Linked DNA regions of Pan troglodytes: region 1 is linked to region 2. The links are chromatin contacts, called in public Hi-C maps. All regions are on one chromosome and are shown on one strand. The core of a region is the stretch at or near the end of the contact, and the rest is flanking DNA. Distances in the headings are between cores, read along the strand shown.

What was found. A called contact is a pair of places that touch in the nucleus more often than the background predicts.
Region 1: a Hi-C map of stem cell-derived neural progenitor cells shows a contact between it and region 2, with 5 times the contacts expected there. The contact joins the enhancer-like site here to the promoter of MB in region 2. A contact is called at or near these places in 3 of 7 Hi-C or Micro-C datasets (induced pluripotent stem cells and stem cell-derived neural progenitor cells) and 1 of 1 other capture datasets (stem cell-derived neural stem cells).

The regions. Positions count from the first base shown.
Region 1 is chr23:38,203,264-38,209,208 of NHGRI_mPanTro3-v2.0_pri, reverse strand. No RefSeq gene overlaps it. Among named protein-coding and RNA genes, the nearest start is that of APOL3, 32 kb to the left of the region's middle. Within about 2 kb of position 1,683, at least 11 of the 24 cell types and tissues checked have an H3K27ac peak or open chromatin away from gene starts, as enhancers often do. A contact at or near this core is called in stem cell-derived neural progenitor cells and stem cell-derived neural stem cells, where this site is marked.
Region 2 is chr23:37,721,150-37,726,603 of NHGRI_mPanTro3-v2.0_pri, reverse strand. It overlaps MB (myoglobin), which reads left to right and starts at 2,704. Exons shown (of 4, transcript XM_024352895.2): 1 at 2,704-2,868.

The sequences.
Region 1 (5,945 bases), core at 434-2,933, 480 kb before region 2:
GTCTTGCTTTGTCACCCAGGCTGGAGTGCAGTGGCATGAACACAGCTCATTGCAGCCTTGACCTCCTGAGCCCAAACAGTCCTCCCATCCCAGCCCAGCCCAGCAAATAACTGGGATGACTGGCATGTACCACCAAGACTCACTAATTTTTGTATGTTTGTAGAGATGGGGTTTCACCATGTTGCCCAGGCTGGTCTCAAACTCCAGAGCTCAGGTGATCCGCCTTCCTCGGCCTCCCAAAGTGCTGGAATTACAGGCATGAGCCACCGTGCTCTGCCTAATTGTATTTTATTATACTAAATGCAGTTTCTTTTGCCTTCTGTATCTTTTCAAACCCTGGGTGGTATTCCCCCAGCAAGAGTGAATCCTAGTTTACCTACTACCTATGCCTGTATGCTTACACTTTCACTGAATTTCTTTAAATTTTTAAATAATATTAGGAAGAAAATTGGGCTGATGAGCAGCTCTTGGGGCACTAGAGGCCTCCTGGGTAGCTGTCATGCCTTGAACGTCTCTTGGGCCTGCCTTCTCCAGCCTCCAGTGAGCACGAGGTCTGCATTGGCAAACAGATGTCCACTGTCCTGGGGACAAGAAAGGTGTGAGTCCTCCATGGCAAACAGAGAAGGAAGCAGATGTCTCCTTTCCTGAATCAGCTTATTGGGATAAACAAGAAACCCACAGAGGCTTTCTCACCAAGGCCAGCGTGTTTAATAGGCCTGCATCTCACCTCTGAGGATCACAAAGTGTGTGAGCAGCGTTCCAGCAAGGAGGCACTGATGCTCATGAGGATTCTGAAACCTCTGATCGCTGTTAGGAAATGCTCTTGACCCATGAGTGTTCCTCTTTCAAGATCCTCCAGCATTGCCAACCCGTCCAGCAAGAAGGGGAGAGATCTCATAGCAGGGGGGCTTGACTAAATTTGAGGAGTCGAGGAAGTGACGTTTCAGCTAAGACTTTTTTTTTTCTTTGAGATGGGATCTTGCTCTGTTGCCCAGGCTGGAGTGCAGTGGCTCAATCCTGGCTCACAGCAACCTCTGCCTCCCGGGTACAAGCGATTCTCCTACCTCAACCTCCCCAATAGCTGGGAGTACAGGTGCCCGCCACCACGCCCAGCTAATTTTTGTATTTTTAGTAGAGACAAAGTTCCACCATGTTGGCCAGACTGGTCTCAAACTCCTGACCTCAAGTGATGCTCCCGCCTCGGCCTCCCAAAGTGCTGGGATTACAGGCGTGAGCCATTGCGCCCTGCCTCAGCTAAGTCTTCAAGATCGGCCAAGGGATGAAGAAGGTTGGGGAGAAGATCGGGGATGAAGAAGGTTGGGGAGAAGAGCGGTGATGAGGGGAGCCCAGCTGCAGGCCGCATATTCAAAGACTTGTGGCTGGGAGGGAGGTCCGGAGAAGAACTGAGTTCTAGAATCTGAAAGAAGGCTAGCATGGGTCAGAATGGAAACTAACCAGACCACAGTGTCAGCCACTCAAGCTCCCCCAGCCAAGCCTCGTGCTGAATTTTGAGGGCTGCAGTAGAAAAGCGGGCTCACTGCGAGCCCTGCGTGTTGCCAACAGCCTCGGCAGAGCCAGGAGGTGGCGCTGTCGGCACACGCATCGTGCTGTCGGCGCTGCGCAGCCGCAGCCCGGGACCTTGGAGGACAGGCGGTCGGAGCTGCTGCTGGTGACGTCAGCAGTTTTACAGAGGCACAAAGCCGGAGCAGAAGAGTAAATGTCTGCACCAGGAAGGAGCCAGGGAGGCCAAGTTGAGAGCACTTCAGAAGAAGTGAATAGGTTCAGGAATCCAGCAGCGCCGGAGGGGTGGAGCCAGGGAAATACGACTCTGTGACAGTTTTGCTCATGAAGTGGAGTGCCAGGAAAACAGCGTCTGGCCGGGCGCGGTGGCTTACTCCTGTAATCCCAGCACTTTGGGAGGCCCGGGCGGGCGGATCGCTTGAGGTCAGGACCAGCGTGGCCAACATGATGAAACCCCGTCTCTACTAAAAATACAGAAATTAGCCGGGCGTGGTGGTGCGCGCCTGTAATCTCAACTACTCGGGAGGCTGAAGCAGGAGAATCGCTTGAACCCGGGAGGCAAGTCAGCTGAGATTTTGCCGAGGCGCAATCAGCCCAGATCATGCCACTGCACTCCAGCCTGGGTGACAGAGCAAGACTCCGTCTCAAAAAAACAAACAGAAAAAAAACACAGCGTCCAGGCAGCTCCACCTTCCATGTTGAAAGCCTGTGACTGCCACATTCTAGCGGGACTGGCTTGTTTGCCTGCTGAACGGAATGGCCCCGGGGTCTGTCTGGGTCTGGGTCCAGATGAGAAAGGCGCCCAGCCTTCCTCTGGCCCCAGCCCTGCACATTGACCAAGGATGGGTGGCCCTCCATACCAGGCACCCCTGGCTCCTCCTCATTCCCCTCTGGCTTCTCCCTTCCTCCTACCGCCATGCTGATCCTCCATCTGTCTGGCTCTGGGCAGTGGTTTTCAAAAGCACTGTGGTGGTAGTCACTGGGGCTGTTGGCCACATTTGTCTGGCTTTTCCCCTTTCCAGATGCACGGTGGGATTATTCTTCCTGGTCTCCTTATGGTTGGGTGGGAATATGTAACCAGTTCTGGACAAAAGAGTTTTGAATGGAAATAATATGTGTCGTTTCTAAGCCACAGCAATGAATGCTGATATAAGACCCTTTTCCTCTACTGTGGCAACCAGCAATCTTCCAGAAAGTGGTTGCTCCATGATACTGAGTCCAGGAGGGAAGACAACCAGAGCAGAGATGCACCTGCCCCATGATGGACATGTAGCGTGAGCAAGAAGTAGCCTTTGCTGTTGTGAACCACTAAGATCGGGGGCTTGCTTTTTGGTGGTTTTTGTTTGTTTGTTTGGTTGGTTTTTTTGTTTAGTTTTGTTTTGTTTTTTGAGACAGAGTTTCGCTCTAGTAGCCCAGGCTGGAGTGCAATGGCGCGATCTCGGCTCACTGCAAGCTCCACCTCCCAGGTTCAAGCGATTCTCCTGCCTCAGCCTCCCAACTAGCTAGGACTACAGGCGTGCACCACCATGCCCGGCTAATTTTGAATTTTTAATAGAGACAGGGTTTCACCACGTTGGTCAGGCTGGTCTCAAACTCCTGACCTCAGGTGATCTGCCCGCCTCGGCCTCCCAAATTGCTGGGATTACAGGCGTGAGCCACCATGCCCAGCCTGGGGGCTTGTTTTTTTACTGCAGCATAACCTAGACTATCCTGGCTGATATAAGCAAAGCTCCTGGAAATCAGGAAGCTGTTTGTAGAACACTATGAAAGGTACACAGCTTTAAATCCTTAGATAAACTAGAATTGTTATTAACAATGAGTATCACTTATTGACCAGGCGTGGTGGCTCACAACTGTAATCTCAGCACTTTGGGAGGCTGAGGCAGGCGGATTGCCTGAGGTCAGGAGTTCAAGACCAGCCTGGCCAACATAGTGAAACCCTGTCTTTACTAAAAATATAAAAATTAGCCAGGTGTGGTGGCACACGCCTGTAATCCCAGCTACTCGGGAGGCCCAGGCAGGAGAATCATTTGAACCCAGGAGGTAGAGGTTGCAGTAAGCCGAGATCATGCCTCTGCACTCTAGCCTGGGCGACAGAGTAAGACTCGGTCTCCAAAATAAATAAATAAATAAATAAATAAATCAATGAGTATCACTTATTGAGCACCTACTACGTGTCAGGTATTATACAAGGTATACTAGGTTTTTTGGCAAATGTTTTCTCATTAATCCCCATCCTAGCACTGGGATTTGGCAACACTGGCCTATTCAGTATGATTAGTCTGAGGCAGTGAAACTCAGGGAAACGGACTCAAGGTCATGACCATAGCCTCTAAGTGGTCTTAATATAGCCTCTAAGTCATGACCATAGCCTCTAAGTGGAATTGAGATTCAAATGTAAGGATCTCTGTCACCCAAACTCTCATTCTTTCCAATCCTAGGCTGTTATCATATAAAAAGCAGGACTAGGCATAGTAAGGGGGAAAAAAAAACCAAACATTTTAAAAAGAAATTATCTCTTAACAGGAAAAACATTAACATCTGCCATTTTTCTAAATTGAATGTGAAAGATGATCCTCACAGGCTGAACAAAGATGCTTGCTCTCTGGTGTGATGTTTGACAAGGGAATCTTCCTTCATTTTCTCCTCTGATGAGCCTCTCTACCAGATAAGCAGCAGCAGGAACCAAACGTTTAAGAAAAATGTAAAGACATTATTTTGTCCATCACTTAACATTTTTATGAACAAGTTGGGAGGTAGCCTGCATTAATGCCTCTGTGCAATGGAATGAATGGCCCGAGATCTCACCGCCCCAGGATGACTTTGGGGAAGGAAGACCCAAACAGCCCACTGTCACATGCTGTCCTGCCTGCCTCAGGCCTCCTGTCCTTCTCTCCCTTGTGACCTGCAAACTAACCTTGAGGACTCGTGTCAACCGTCACTGCATTGGAAGCCCTCTGTGATAGTTAATATTGAGTGTCAACTTGATTGGATTGAAGGATGCAAAGTATTGTTCCTGGGTGTGTCTGTGAGGGTGTGGCCAAAGGAGATTAACATTTGAATCAGTGGCCTGGGAGAGGCAGACGCACCCTCAATCTGGGTGGGCACCATCTAATCAGCTGCCAACACGGCTAGAATTAAGCAGGCAGAAGAACTTGGAAGGACTAGACTTGCTGAGTCTTCCAGCCTTCACTCCCTTCCATGGTCTTTCTCCCACGCTGGATGCTTCCTGCCCTTGAACATCAGACTCTAAGTTCTTCAGCTTTTGGACTCTTGGACTTACACCAGTGGTTTGCCAGGGGCTCTCAGGCCTCCGGCCACAGACTAAAAGCTGCGCTGTCAGCTTCCCTACTTTTGAGGTTTTGAGACTCTGGCTGGCTTCTTTGCTCATCAGCTTGAAAACAGCCTGTTGTGGGACTTCACCTTGTGTTCGTGTGAGTCAATACTCCTTAATAAACTCCCCTGCATATATACATCTATCCTATTAGCTCTGTCTCTCTGGAGAACCCTGACTAATACAACCTCCCTTTCCTGCCAGGCTGGGCTCCTGTCTGCCTCATTCTCTTGTCCTGTTGCCCAGGCTAGAGTATAGTGGCACCATCATTGCTCACTGCAGCCTCGACCTCTCAGTCTCAAGTGATTTTCCTGCCTCAGCCTCTGCAGTAGCTAGGACTACAGGCATACGCCACCATGCCCAGCTGAATTTTTTAATTTTTTGTAGAGATGGGGTCTTGCTGTGTTGGCCAGGCTGGTCTTGAACTCCTGGCCTCAATCGATCCTCCCACCTTGGTCTCCCAAATCTCTGGGATTACAGGCATGAACCACCATACCTGGCCTCATTCTATTTTTTTAAATTAACATTTTTATTTGCATTTGTACAAAGTAATCCAGAGAGATCCCATGTACCCTTTACTCAGTTTCCGTTAATAGTAACATCTTGGAAAAATGCTAAATGTTGGCATATAAATTAAGCATTTAAATGTCACATATGCAAACACACAAAGATTTAATACACAACTGGCCAGTTTTCTCCTTCGGGGTTATAGGCTGCTAATTGTATTTTATTGTACCAAATGCAGGTTTAGCCTCTTCAATATCACAACCAGGATATTGGCATTGATATAATCAAGATAGAGAATATTTCTATCACCACAAGAATCCCTCTTGTTGTCCTTTTATAGCCTCACCCACTCCTCTCCCACCCTGATCCCTACTTTAGCCTTGGCAATTGCTAATCTATTCTTCATGTCTATAAGCGGGTCCATTTAAGAATGTCAGATAAATGGAATCAGCTGATCTGAAGGTGCCGCGTTATCTCAATTGATTGTTCAGTCACAGCAGATAAAACTCCTTGTTCTACTCTTTCCCGCTTCTCATGACTACACTTAACAAATCTGAAAAATAAATAATTTTCCAGGCACGGT
Region 2 (5,454 bases), core at 1,455-3,954:
GAAATCGCTCATTTTCATCTAAATATACCTTCCCCACTTCTTTCTAAGTAGTAGAAACTCCAATTTTTATCTGGTGATATGGCCATGTAGAAATAAAGACTACATATCCCAGCCTCCTCTGCAGTGAGGTACGGCCATTGGATGCGCAGCAAGATAAAGTATTAATTACAACTTCTGGAAAGTGTTCTTTAAGATAGGGGCACAACCTTCTTCACCCCTTTCTCCTTCCTGCTGGTTGGAATGAGGGCACGATGGCTGGAGCTCAAGCAGCCATCTTGGATGAGGAGGTGAAGGCCATATGTGTAACATGACAGAGCACTAAGGTAGATTGAAGCTGGGTCCCTGAGACTGTGGTGTGCTATGTCAGCTCTGAATCCCCTGCCTCTAGACTTCTATATGAAAGAGAAATTAATACTCTCTTGCTGAAGCCATGTTATTTTGAGTTTTCTGTTACCAACAACCAAACCTAGTCCTAACACACCAACTTCTGTGTCCTTGAATGTTTTGATCCTTGTACTTGGAATGTCTTTTCCTCACTTTGCTCCTAACAAACTCCTATTGATCCTTCAAAACCTTGCTTGGACATCACCTTCTCAGTTACATGTTAATTCCTTGGTGGAATTAATGTTTCCCTACTCCATGATTTCTCTCTACCTTATATCACAGTGTGCAATTATTGAGCACTTACTATGTATCAGGCACCATACTGGGTGCTCCCTCTTTTAATCCTTACAATGATATTTAAGATAGGTTATTCTTTTCAAAATCTCCACTTTATAGATAGACCTTGGAAAGTTATGATACTTTTCATGGATCACAAAAGTAGTGCATGGTAGGGCCGAGTCCAGGAGTCTCATTCCAAAGCCTTTAGCCCTATGCTGAATGACCTCGATTATTGCCCTTATCAGAAAGTACTGACAACATTAGGTCACACATCCCTCCCTCCTACCACCTCTCAATGCTCGGAGGCCAGCCGGTGTCACCTTGGTCCCCCCAGAGCCCAGCACGGAGCCTGGCACACACCAGGTGAGCATGAGTGCTGTGGAACGTGACTATCCGTTCTGAGCCCCCAAGTCCTTGTCTTGGTCCTTGTGCTTGGAATATCCCTTCCTCACTTTGCTCCTAACAAGCTCCTATTGATCCTTCAAAACGCTGCTCAGGTATCACCTGAGCCTGGCACATAAGGTTCTTCCCAGTAGGTGTCACCTCCCACAGCCCCACTTGCCCCACGCGTCTCCGGCAGGCTTTTGCAGCACTGTTTGGTACCTCTGCTTAGAACACTCTGCAGAACGCTCCCTCATACGTTCACATCCAGGCCAGCCATCACCTCTGAACAAACTCCTATTGATCCCTCAAAGGCCTTCACCTCCCAGGCCTAGGCACTGCCTTCTCACCCTTCCAAAGCCTTTGCTGAAATGTCTGCTGCGTTCCAGATCCCACTGAGGTATCTCCTCCACTGGACTTTGAGTCCCTTGAGAGCAAGGACCATGGATACCTTATATCACCGTGAGCAATTATTGAGCACTTACTGTTGTTAAAAAAGTTTAACCTCTAGCCGCCTCCTTACATATTTTAAGTGGGGCCTAAAAGTTTTTCTGTACATCATGAACTATAACAAGTGGAGGTATAGACAGACTATAGCCTACACTGTGCCAATCACCGCATTTTGGCCAATCAAATGCAGCCAACTGTTCGAACCATGTTCAGATAAACCAAATGCCAACCTGTCACCAATCCAGCTGTTTCTGTACCTCATTTCTGTTTTCTGTATGTCACTTTCCTTTTTCTGTCCATAAATCTTCCACCATTTAGCTGTGGAGTCTCCAGGCCTACTCTGGCTCGGGAGGCTGCCCTGCTCGCGAATCATTCATTGCTCTGTTAAACTCCTTTACATTTAATTTGGCTGAAGTTTTTCTTTTATCACTATGTATCCACCACATTCAGTGCTCCCTTTTTCTTAATTTTGTTTATTTATTTATTTATTTAATTTATTTTTAGAGACAGGGTCTCACTCTGTCACCCAGGCTGGAGTGCAGTGGTGTGATCTCGGCTCACTGCAACCTCTGCCTTCTGGGTTCAAGCGATTCTCCAGCCTCAGCCTCCTGAGTAGCTGAGACTGCAGGAGTGCACCACCATGCCTGGCTAATTTTTGTATTTTTAGTAGAGACAGGGTTTCACCATGTTGGCCAGGCTGGCCTTGAACTCCTGACCTCAAGTGATCCTCCCTCCTCAGCCTCCCAAAGTGCTGGGATTACAGGCATGAGCCACCGCGCCTGGCCAGTGCTCCCTTTTTCAGTCCTCATAGTGACATTTGAGGTAGGTTATTCTTTTCAAAATTTCCATTTTACAGATTTTTAAAAAAGCGCCCTTGGAAAGTTATGCCACTTTTCCTGGATCACAATATTAAAAGATCACAATTCATCTTCTAATAATTTGGCAAGCCATCCATGATCTTCTAAGCAAGGCGCCATGAGTATAACGAATATAGAGACAGAAAAAGACCCCTCCCCGCTGGCTGGGTTGAGGGACTGAGAAACGGAGAGCCCAGATGGAAGGGCAGAGGTGCAGGCTTTTTTCCTTGTTGCCACTAGATGGCAGTAGGGCACCCGTTGTCAGCCCTGGGGCAAGGTCACCGACTGTCTTTGCCTTTGCCTCCAGCAAGCCAAAACCCTGGGCAGACTCAATCCAAAAATAAACAATCAAAGAGCATGTTGGCCTGGTCCTTTGCTAGGTACTGTAGAGCAGGTGAGAGAGTGAGGGGGAAGGACTCCAAATTAGACCAGTTCTTAGCCATGAAGCAGAGACTCTGAAGCCAGACTGCCTGGGTCCCAATCTTGGGCTTGGTATTTCCTAGCTGTGTGACTCTGGGTAAGTTACTTAACTTCTCTGTGCCTCAGTTCTCTCAAGTGTAAAGTGAGGCTTGTAAAAGTGTCTCCTGCAAAAGAAAGGGCTGCTGGGAGGAGGGGTGTCCCTGGTGTGCACTAAGTACAATATGAGTTTGTGGCTTTTATCTTCCTGCCTCTGAGGCACTCACAGGGTAGAAATGGGGAGAAGCCAGTCCAGACAGGTGCACCCCAAAGCAAGAGAGATGAGAAGGCTGCACCCATGCTGGAGCCAGAGTGGGGAAGAGGGCACATCTGCTGGGAAGGGGTAGAGCGGGGTGGGAGGAGTCCTGGCAGGGGAGCCGTTCCTATGCAATGGGCCTTGAAGGAAGGGGAGGATGGGCGGATGTGGGGTTAGGTGACTGTGGAGGCGGGGCTGGTCTCTGTCCAGGTGACAGGTGGATGGTGGAGCTGGAGAAGCCACTCGGAGCCTCCAAGGCTGGGGAGGGGGGAGGGGGGAGGCAGGTCGGTGTCCCAGGCCACACCTGTTGACTAGGGGATTAGGATGTTGTGTCCCTGCCAGCCCTCCTCCAATAAGCCCCTCTGGGCCTGCAGGGAGAGGAGGAGCCTTGCCATGTAAACTGTATTTTTAGTTCCCTGTGCCTCTCCCCGGCTGCTATAAGACACCTCTCCCCACCCCCAGCCCTGGCCGCTTGGCTGGAGGCTCTGCGAGGACAGCTGGGGAGAAGGGGAGCTGTGGTCAGTATGATGGATGCTGAGGGGCTGGAGAGGAGCGGCCCTGGGTGGTGGGTTCCTGGGAGTCTGGAGCAAGCTTAGGGGTCCTGCTGCCCCATCAAGGGCCTTGAGCAGGTCCTGCAACTCCCAGGCCTCAGCCCTGCTCTGAGCCCTGGCCTGGCGCTGGTCCAGGAGGGTAGACTCTGCCAGGGAGGCACAAGCTAAGCTGGGGGTGGGGTGGGAGGGCCTGCTGGCAGGAGGGAGGCACTGCCCAGACTGGCCTCCAAAGGCTGGTTCCCAGAAGGAGGAGGAAGAGAGTAGTGAAGATCGTGGGGAGTCCTGGCTTTAAGGAGCCAGAGTTCTCCTTCTTGCCACATCTTTGATCTCCCTTGGTGGTGTCTTAAGCCCAGATTTACCAAAGGGAATTGTCAGCTGTCCAAGGGCTGGCAAATTCCTAGGTCACCTAGATTGGATTTTCTGACCATAAAAATTGTGGGCCAGGTGCACAGCTGCCTGAGGGGCTCAAACCTGTGCAGGTGGGTGCTGGAATCCCCTTTGCTATAGCGTTCTCTTTGTGTGCATGTGACCAGAGGTGAGAGTGGCTGGAGACCGAAGATGGCAGAGCCCGTCTTTCTCCACCAGACTGAGGCCTCCGACTTGCCTTGCCTGGGGAGGGTGCTCAGTGGAAGTCCTGGGATGTTCAGTCAGGACGAGAAAAGTCTTGGGTGAGCCTGCTCCTTCTCTTGTGAGGCAGACTCAGCTGGGCCTCTATATCCCCAAGCAGCAGGCAGAGCCGCCGCAAGGAAGTGCACGTGACATGGAGGCATCTTTTGGTTCGACATAAAAAAGGATTTTTAAAGCTTTAGGTAGTGAGCTCACCACTCCCAGGAGTATTCAAGCAGATGCCAGATGATGATCTTTAGGGAAAACTACATTTAGTGGGAAATTGGACAAAATACCGTTGAAGGCCTCTTTTAGTCACAAGATACTATGGCCCTATAATTCTAGATTTCTCTGCTTCTAGCTCTCTGTAAGTCTGGAGTCTAGAACCCAAGTTTCTCGGGTGGTGAAAAGTTGAAGACTTTGACACTCTAGAATTTTAATTCTGGGATCTCAAGATTCCAGAATTGGGAGCCTTGAGGATGATTCTACAAGTCTCAGTTTTGGATTCAAAGGATCCTGTGATATGAAAGGGAAAAAGAGGAGGTCTGACTTGGTGGGATCCAGTTTTGCCCCACTGGGTATCAGACTAATGTGCCCTGCATTCGTGCGTGTGTGTGCGTGTGTGTAGCATGAGCGTGTAAGGCTGTAGAAAGTTTTGCACACAAAGGCAGCCTGGCTTTCCTATCATGTGTCTGCAGCTTCTCTGCCCTGGCCATAATGAAGGCTGTCACAGGGATAATAATAGCCCCCAAACAGAGCTGGTGACTCCAGGTAGCCATAGCAACTGTGAGGTAAGGCTGCTCTGTTGTAGAGATGTGTAAGTACAAACAGATGTCGGTGCCTTCCCATTAGCTTAAATGGTAAAACTTAAAAGGTCCATCAACTTCAAAGCTACAGGTTTCCATGAGCATGCCAGTTAATGGGGGGTGCTTGCCAAGCGGGTGATAGCTTCATATTAAACATTTCAGCATCAGTAATGGGTTGATGAGATTTTAAATGCTCAGGCCGTCCCCAGACAACTCAGGAGGCCAGAGACGGGAGAAGAGCTGGGATTCGGGTAGTAATCAGCCCTGCCCTGCCCCGCACCCTCAGGGGTGTTCTGACACTCTCGGGAGGGCACAGGCCAGAGAGCATTTGAAAACCGCACACTGCATCTCAATCTCCAGGAGTCTCAGATCTGCCTCTTGGCCTTCCCCAGCGCACCGGGCAGGGGGCCCCGGGTCAGATGTGGCAC